2 separate regions of the Mus musculus genome follow, and region 1 is linked to region 2. Evidence: chromatin contacts called from public promoter capture Hi-C data. All regions are on one chromosome and are shown on one strand. The core of a region is the stretch at or near the end of the contact, and the rest is flanking DNA. Distances in the headings are between cores, read along the strand shown. Region 1 holds the start of C730027H18Rik (RIKEN cDNA C730027H18 gene). Region 2 holds the start of Slc16a9 (solute carrier family 16 (monocarboxylic acid transporters), member 9).

Region 1 (4,534 bases), core at 864-3,363, 940 kb after region 2:
GACAGGTTAGACTTTGGTGGTTTAGCCAGATGGGCACCTCCACACTGCAAAACTGTACACAATGGTGAAGCCTGCATGCTGTAGACAGAAAGACAACTTTTGCTGAGAAACCATAAAATGAAGAATATTCTTATGCCACATAAACATGAGGTAATTTTGAAATGGAAAAAGTATAAATCAACCATGTATATGTGTATGTGTGTATGTATTTATTTCTAGATTTGCTTATTTTTATTTAATATCTATGACGCTGGACTGTGTGTGTGTGTGTGTGTGTGTGTGTGTGTGTGTGTGTGTGTGTATGTATGTGTGTGTCATGTGCATGCAGTGCCCATGGAGGCCAGAAGAGGGCGCCAGATACCCCAGTACTGGAGTTACAGATGGTTGAGAGCCACTGTGTAGGTGCTGGGAACTGAATCCTGGTCTGCCTCCCCAGCCCCCCAAACCCTGTATTATAAAGAGAAACTTGTTATGAAAGTGTGTAGGACCCATCACCAGCAGGGTATTGGCTTCCAGTGTTTGAAGATTGAGCGCCCAAACTCGCTCAAAGACATTGACATTTTTTACTTTAAAACTGAAACTTGCCATTTAGACTAAGCTGGCCTCCAGTTTACAAAGACCCTTGCCTGCCTCTGCTTTCCTGACTGCTCAACCAGGTCCCACTAATGCAGAGGGCACAAGGCACTTTAGACTTCAGAATGCATAGGATAAGACTAACGTCCCCAAAACATCCCATTTCCATAACTTCATGAAACATCTATCTTTGAGTCTGCGTTTTAAAAACCGGGATACAATTTTGAAAGCAGCATACAGTATGAGTTTGACATGACTTGACACATTATAAATCTACACAAACATATCTACATCAGAGAGGAGTGTTTCTACCATGTCTAACTGTTCCCTGATGGCCTGTCAACTCTCTCTGGAGGACACCACTCTCCATATTTATATTGTCAGCCTGTATATTCTGTATAAATGTCTTTCTCCTGTATCAGCTCCATTGAGCCTGTCTTTGGCAAAACAATCTTTTTGAGTTTATCCATACTGCCATAGATATAACCTATTTTTCTTGTAAAATGTTAAATAAATTATAAATACATGATGTCACTGAGCCAGGTAGAGTGGTGTCACCTTTAATGCAGCACTTGGGAGGCAGAAGCAGGGAGATCTCTGAGTTCCAAGACAACCAGGGCTACAAGGAGAAACCTTGTCTCAACAAAACCAAAATTAATTAATCACAGATTGGAAATTAATTAATTAAGTGCCTCATCGAACAAAAATAAGTGAAGAGCTTAGGAAGGTCCTTAGGAATGGCACTGGAGGATGCCCTCTGACCTCCACATGCGCACATAAACACACAAAGTACAATAAATTTTAATTATTAATTAACTATAAACAGACTTGAGGGAAATGAATGATGAGCTAGAGTGGTAGGCTGACTTAAAATTAGAACAAGGCAGACTTCTTCCCCAACTGCTTCCCCAGGTTTCCCTGGGGATTTGCAAACATTTGCCAACCTCCCCTGTTTCCCAAGCCTGAACTTCAAAGGCCACAGAGGACTGCTGGCATTTCCTGGTTCTGTGACACCCTGGTCCCCCCTGGTATGATGAAGCTCAGAGCCTGCCAGAGCTTCTTCTGGGAGCACTACACCAGGTGAGGAGAGAGGTGGGATATGGGAAAGAGGACATGGAAAGTCTAGGAGCTAGAAAGCCCTGGAGAAGGGAGTCCTCCCTAAAGAGGAGGTGAAAAGACAGTAGTTAGTTACTGTCACAAAAGAAAGGGGACAAAAAGCCAAACAATCAGCCATCTTGCTAAAGAAGCAGCCATCTTGGCAAGTCCGCCAAGAGGTGCCCAATCAGTTACCAGCTGCCAGACAATGAAACCTCTCATATTCTCTCTGGAAAAAGACACTTCTCATGATGGGTGATACGCTGTAACTGTCTCAGGTTGTCCTGTCTCGTGTGTACATTTTTGAGTTATAGAAAGAAACCGAAGTAATGAATTATAGCTATATACAAAACTACTGTAAAAGAAAAATTAAAATATAGTCGTATCAATCAAGTTTAGCAAACTTACCTTCAGGCCCGGTATTCTCTGTCACATCTCTGAGCCCTGACACGTCCACTAGAAAAATACATTAATAAATAACTAGATTTTGATAAATTATTAATAAAAAGCCAGGCAGAGGTCAGATTTGGCCAGTTTGCTGTTGTTATTTTTATGACTCTGTGTGTGTGTGTGTGTGTGTGTGTGTGTGTGTGTGTGTGTGTGTGTGTGTACGCATACCATAGAATGTAACAAAGGATGACCTTGGATATCAGTCCTCACCTCCCTAACACTTGAGGCAAGCCCCTCTGTTTTGTGCTCATTCTCCAGGCTAACTGGCCTGTGGGCTCTGAGATTTTCCTGTCTTGGTCTCCAGTTTCCTATAACAGGGCTGGGATTATAGACAGTGTCTCTGCACCCCTACCTTTGTGTGTCTAGTGCTTGCCCACTGAGCTGTCTCCCTCACTCATCACTTGCTTTTGTGTTTGTGGTACCTAATCTCAAGCTTTAGTGCCCCAGAGAAACATAAGACCAGCGGGTTAAGCATCGGCTGAAATTCCTATAGAAATGATAACAATGACTATAATTTCTGAAGTTCTTCCCACATGGCTTTATTTCATCACTCCACCAGTCCTAAGAGGTGGATACTAGTGCGCCTTTCATGATTTTAAAAAATAAATAAATAAGTATACATATTGAAATAATAACCTGGAAACTTGGGGTGGGAGAGATAGCATATCTTCACTGCATTTCAAGAACTTTCTGTTCAGTTCCATATACATATATACACATACATATATGTATTATGCATTTATACATACATGTCTACATATACACATTTGTATATACTTATATACACATATATACATATGTAATATATGCATACATAAATGTATACATACATATATAAATGTATGCATACAAACATATATACATATATTTATATGTGCATATACATATTTACATATATATGCATGTACACATATACTCATATATACATATACTCATATACACTATATACATATTTATATATACATATATGCATATCTACATATATGCATATATACACAAACATATGTACATACATACATACATTTATACATTTATAATATATACATATATACAATACATATATGGACATATATACACATTATATATATATATATATATATATATATATATATATATATATATATACACACACATATATTTATGTATATATGTTCAGTTCATATATAGATGAGTTTAAATAGTTACCCTGTATGGGTCCCAAATATCATAAGACAGCAAATAAAAAGAATCTCAGTGCCAGCAGTGGGTTGCTTCCCTTTGGGGTCCCATAGACACCCCCCAAACAATACACTCCTCACAATCTCCACTCTAACAAGGCAAGGGGCTAGACCCACATTCCTGCCTTGAAAACCAGCTGCCAGAGGAATTCGATTCCCCAGCTATGAGGAAATATCTTCTGGGGTCCTAGTGGGTTAATATTGGGCGTTCCCATGCAGGCTAGCAGATAACACTGTTTGCTCTGATAACAAGCTGGCCTCTCTCCCTTTGCTTAATCTGAACGTGTCAAGCATAGTCATGACATCTTGCATTTTTTTCTTTTTCTCCCTCTTGCCCTGGCCCCTGTTGGGGATAGAGCCAGATTTCTGTTTGCCCCATACGCTGATGGCTATAATCCAGTATTCACACCTCCACTGCGTTCAATAAAATCTTGACACAGGAAGAGTTCTCATTTGGAAAATATAGATTTTGTAACTTGGGGCAGCTACAGAAGGAGAATTTGTTAACTGTTCCAACTCCAGTGTTCACCTACGTGGCCTTGCTCTCTCTTGTTAATTCAGCTGGTGTAAGAGGTCATTCCCCAGGTGGGAAGGTAGCAGCTTCATACAAGGAAAAAAGGAGGGAGGGAGGGAGGGAGGAAGGGAGGGAGGGAGGGAGGGAAGGGGGCCCAGGCTGGGTTACCAAGTGCTTGCAGGAATACACTAGCTTTGTTTGGCGAAATGACAGAGACTATGTCCAGAATTGCCTGCTGTCAGTGGGTTAATATTCAGAAAGAGTCACTGACAGATGGAAATTTACTCCCGGCTAAACCTTCCTAGTCTGTGGGTTTGGTGAGCTTTAAGAATGGGATGTATCAAGTTCTCAGTAAATACCACATAAATAAATAATGGGTGAATATATAGTCTTTTATTTTTCTCTGTGTGTCAGTGTGTGTGTCTGTGTGTGTGTGTATCCGTGTGTATCTGTGTGTTTGTATCTATGTATGTGTATCTATGTATATGTCTCTGTGTGTATCTGTGTCTGTGTGTGTCTCTGTGTGTTTATCTGTGTCTTTGTGTGTGTATCTATGTATGTTTCTGTGTATCTATGTATGTGTCTGTTATGTGTCTGTGTATGTCTGTGTATGTATCTGTGTCTGTGTGTGTGTGTGTGTGTGTGTATGTATGCATGCATGTGTGTGTGATGTAAGAGTGCGAAT
Region 2 (4,534 bases), core at 919-3,418:
TTATTCCTGGAGCTGGCCTCCAAGCGCTAGAGCAACCTTGTAGCCACCTCACTCATTGAACAAGCCAGGCCTTGCCATTGCTTGAGTCTAGCCCTCAGGGTTCTGTTTCACAGTAAAGCAGGAACCTTGCCGTTGCATAAGGACACTCCTTCATTCTGTATGGACGGGCATGAACTGGCCTGAGTAGACAGGCCCCTCCCACTTACTGTTAAGAGACACTGGGAGCAGAAGGGAACAAACAGCCTGTGCTGATTTCACACAGCTGAGGATGCAAATAGGCAGGGTTTCCCAAACAGTTTCACAGACAGTAACTTGTTTGATCTGCACGTGAGGGCATCCGCATGTACTCTGGCAGCTGGAATCTATGCAGATCAAGGAAAGCTTTCCAAAGTACCTGTTCCTGAAGCACAGAGGGGGAGATGAGATAGGTTTTCAGGCAGCTGTAGATACCGTGAGTGAACACAAGTCATCCGTTCTAAATGAGACCACCATCGGGAGTGGATACAGAGCCCCTTTCTTCTTCACAAACACATTTTTAGGATGCTGACAGCTTTTCCTTTCTTTTTCCTCCCATAAGGTTTTTGTTTGTTTGGATACTACCTGCCTTCCATGGGCACTGTTTTGTTATTGTTTTTAATTGGTAGTGTTTCTTTTCAGATGAGGTCTCTGTAGCCCAGGCTAGCCTAAAATTCATTATGTAGCCCAGGATGGACCTGAACTCCCAGCGATCTGCCTCTTCAATTGGGTATAGGTGTGAATCACCACAGTGGGCTACTGTTACTATTAAGTATTTTTCTGATTTTTCTTCCACTTTGAGTGTGTGTGTGTGTGTGTGTGTCTGTGTGTGTGTTTCTCAGCAACAGTCCACCTTGGTTTTGAAGAGAGGGTCTCTAAGTGAGACCCGGAGCTTTCTAATAAGGGTAGCCTCTACCTCTTTGGTGCTATGGTTTTGACAGCAGCTGCAGTCATGCTTAGTTATACTTGGGTGCTGGGGGTGGCAAGTAAGCTCTCTCCGGGGACAAGAATAATATGTTTGAGAGGACTTCTCCATAACCTGAATAGAAAGGGGGTGTTGGAGAGAAGCGCTAAAGCCACTTCTCAGGGTGGTGGGCATGGCCAGATTCCGTACCTTTTCTGACTTCTCAACCCTCCCCCACTCTCCACGATGCAGGCAAGATTCTGAAAATATCATAGATAAGGAAATAAGCTGAAAAGACCTAGGTGGCTCAACTCTTAACTTTGCAGGAGGTAGTCCTTGCCGCCTAAGAACGCAGGCTTTGCGTGGTATGAAGGGAATTCTCACGCTGTTAGATAGACATAGTTCTCTTCAAGAATTCAACAGACAGAAAGTTAATGGGGCAGAGGGTGAGCACACGCCACATTGCAGACATATCCCTGGAGCGAACGGTGTCCACACATTCGTTAGCCCCTGGAACCCTAAAGTTTTCTGCAGTGGGCTTCGGTGACAGCGCAGAGAGCCATGCATGGTAGGTAGCTCCAGCGTGAGTTGCTTTGCACCACAGCTAGTGACAGCCTGGTTCTACTTCAAGACACCTGACGGTCTTCACATAACTTCTCCCTCCCTCTTCGACCTCCTGGACACCCGCCTTTCCCGCGGAGTTGTCCCAAAGGAAAGCCCTTGGCATCTTATACTCCCTACTGCCAAAGAGTACCAACTTCACAAAGTTCTAGGTTTCTAGTTCGCTTTCCTCTGGGATCTCTGCCCACGAGTACAGCTCTGGCCAGGAGGCTCCCAGCGACCCAGGGAAGCCAGGGAGAGCAGGCGACCCTTGTATTCAGTTCCACACAGGCTCCTCGCAAATGCACACGGTGCTTGGCGGGGGGTATGCGGGAGAGCTTCGGGAGACCAAGGGGACTCGGGTCCGGCCCTCCCCCCACTCCTAGCCGGGCCTTAAGCTACGGGTGTAGACGCAGCGCCCCTACCGCCGGCTTTTCCACCGCCTCCATCTCCTCCTCCTCCGCCTCCTCTTCCTTCCCCCAGCGGGCGTGCAGTCTCAGCCGGTTCAGACTGGCCAGGGTGCCCCTGCAGAGGAGATCTGAGAGTGGGACCACCCCGGGAGTGACTTCCCGGGGTGGGCGGTGGGGGTGGGGAAGGTGGAGCCGGCCGGGCGGGCTGCACTCCATGTGTCCCGAGGGCAGAGGGCGGCGGCCGTATATTGCGCGCAGCGGGACTGCTCGCCCAGCGCAGGGCCCGGATCAGCAGCTGCGGCCGGAGCTGCGCCCGCGGCCCCAGCCGAGGCCGGGACTCAGGTAAAAACCCCAGGAACTGGGAAGGTCCCGGCGGGAGCTGTCCCCTCACCCTGCAAACTGCACCGAAAGGAGGCGGTGCTGTCACCCGCGGGTGCACAGCTACCGGCCGGCTTCTGGTCTGCCCGGGCTGAAAGCGTCCTGAGAGCGCCGCGGAGCACTCTGCACCCTCTTCTAGAAAGAGTAACTGCCTCTGCAAAAATACTCGTAGGGTTGCCTTTTGCAGGGAGAATGGGGGAGATGAGAGCTCGGATGTCACCAGATGAGTCTCCTGGGATACCTTCTACGTGTGACCCAAGTGGGTCCTCACTTCCCAGAAGGCCGCTCCCGAGGAGGTGGGCTCAGGTGCTGGGGAGAATCCAGGCTGGGGCGCATAGGTTTGGTAAACTGCAAGGACAGCAGCTCACGTTGCGGGCAGATCCTGCTGGGTTCCGGGCAGGGCAGCACCCGGGCTGCGCTACAGGGTGTAGGAGCCTAACGGCCAGGCGGCTCCTCCGCCACCTGAACAAAACTTAGAAGGATTTTGGTGCGCATGCCTCAGCTCTGGTTCGCCTAGGGAACCCTTCTTTGGTTTTAGCCATGCACAGAGGCTTCAGGGGAAACAGCAAGCCATGGAACTTGACCATCAATCAGGTCGGGATTTTACTTCGTTCTTGGAATGTCAGGTCTATGCAGCACAAATGATCCGGAAAGTTTAGGCAGTGTTTACACTACAGATATTATTTACATATTATTTATGTTGATATCTTACTTGCCTCATTGGGCCCATCTGATGGGCTACAGCTCAGTGGTAATAGTTAGACATCTTGACTTGCCCAGATTGGCATGTTCACCTAGAGCAGAGCAGAGCAGAGCAGAGGCCACTCAGATACTCTTAGGCAACAGACGGAGTGAGCTAGGTTGGAGAAAGAAAGGGTGTGCCGATTGGTTACAGCCTCCGTTAAACACTTTGTGAGCGCAGAGAGTAGTGTCGGTACCCATTAACCACCCTCGACTAGCAAATAGAAATTAGACAATAAAATCTTTTCACCTGCCAACTGGCAATAACTTGTATATTCAGCACCGCCGATGTCCGAAGAGCAGGTTTCCTTGCTTCCCATCCTTCTGTGTTTGGGTAAGTGGAGAGACAGGGATCCTACTCGTCTCTAATGAAGGTTCTATAGAAAGGGCCAGGGGCGTGGTAAGATGGCAAAGAGTGACATTAGGAACTCTGGACTGGATTTTTAAATTTTTTTTCTTTCTTTTCTCTCTCTCTTTCTTTCTTTCTTTCTTTCTTTCTTTCTTTCTTTCTTTCTTTCTTTCTTTCCTCCTCCTCCTCCTCCTCCTCCTCCTCCTCCTCCTCCTCCTCCTCCTCAGGGTCGTGGTAAGATGGCAAAGAGTGAAATTAGGAACTCTGGACTGGATTTTTTTCTTTTCTTTTCTTTTCTTTTCTTTTCTTTTCTTCCTTTCTTCCTACCTTCCTTCCTTCCTTCCTTCCTCCCTCCCTCCCTCCCTCCCTTCCTTCCTTCCTTCCTCCCTCCCTTCCTTTCTTTCCTCCTCCTCCTCCTCCTCCTCCTCCTCCTCCTCCTCCTCCTCCTCCTCCTCCTCCTCCTCCTCTTCTTCTTCTTCTTCTTCTTCTTCTTCTTCTTCTTCTTCTTCTGTTTTTTGTTTTGTTTTGTTTTGCTTTTTGAGACAGGGTTTCTCTGCGTAGTCCTGGCTGTCCTGGAACTCAATTTGTAAACCAGACTGGCCTCAAACTCAGAAATCCACCTGCCTCTGCCTCCCAAGTGTTGGGATCAAAGACGTGCGCCACCACTGTTCGGCAGTATTTTCTTTGCTTAGCTCTGCAATACCAGCTATGACAATGGGGAGTGGCTGGTGTCTGAATGTCCCAGCAGGTCCTGGGCTTCAGGTACAGCTGGCCACTGCCTAGAGCAAAGGTTTTCAACCTTCCTAATGCTGTGACCCTTTAATACAGTTCATCATGTTGTGGTGACAACCTCCCCCCAGCCATAAAATTATTTTCATTTCTATTTCATAACTGTAGTTTTGCTGTTAAGGATCGTAACGTAAATAAAGGATATGTAGGATATCTGATATTCGACCCCTGTGAAAGGGCCGTTGGACCCCAAAGGGTTGCGGCCCACACGTTGGGAACCGTTGGACTAGACCAAGAGGCTAATGCTTAGATAGACGCCATCAGATTTGCCATCTTTATTCCCTCCTTCCACTTTTGAACCCTCTTTTTTTTTGTGGCCCTTTTCTTCATTAAAACTTCCCCCAACTT

The links. Promoter capture Hi-C pulls out the DNA fragments that hold promoters and counts their contacts.
Region 1: a promoter capture Hi-C map of hippocampal neurons shows a contact between it and region 2, with 3 times the contacts expected there. The contact joins the promoter of C730027H18Rik here to the promoter of Slc16a9 in region 2. A contact is called at or near these places in 4 of 39 promoter capture datasets (hippocampal neurons, liver, pre-B cells and 1 more) and 1 of 9 other capture datasets (liver).

The regions. Positions count from the first base shown.
Region 1 is chr10:71,179,927-71,184,460 of GRCm38.p6, forward strand. It overlaps C730027H18Rik (RIKEN cDNA C730027H18 gene), which reads right to left and starts at 2,114. Exons shown (of 8, transcript NR_038040.1): 1 at 2,077-2,114. It overlaps Gm34328 (a long non-coding RNA gene), which reads left to right and starts at 1,431. Exons shown (of 3, transcript XR_380563.3): 1 at 1,431-1,653.
Region 2 is chr10:70,243,108-70,247,641 of GRCm38.p6, forward strand. Slc16a9 (solute carrier family 16 (monocarboxylic acid transporters), member 9) reads left to right here and starts at 2,169. Exons shown (of 6, transcript NM_025807.3): 1 at 2,169-2,271.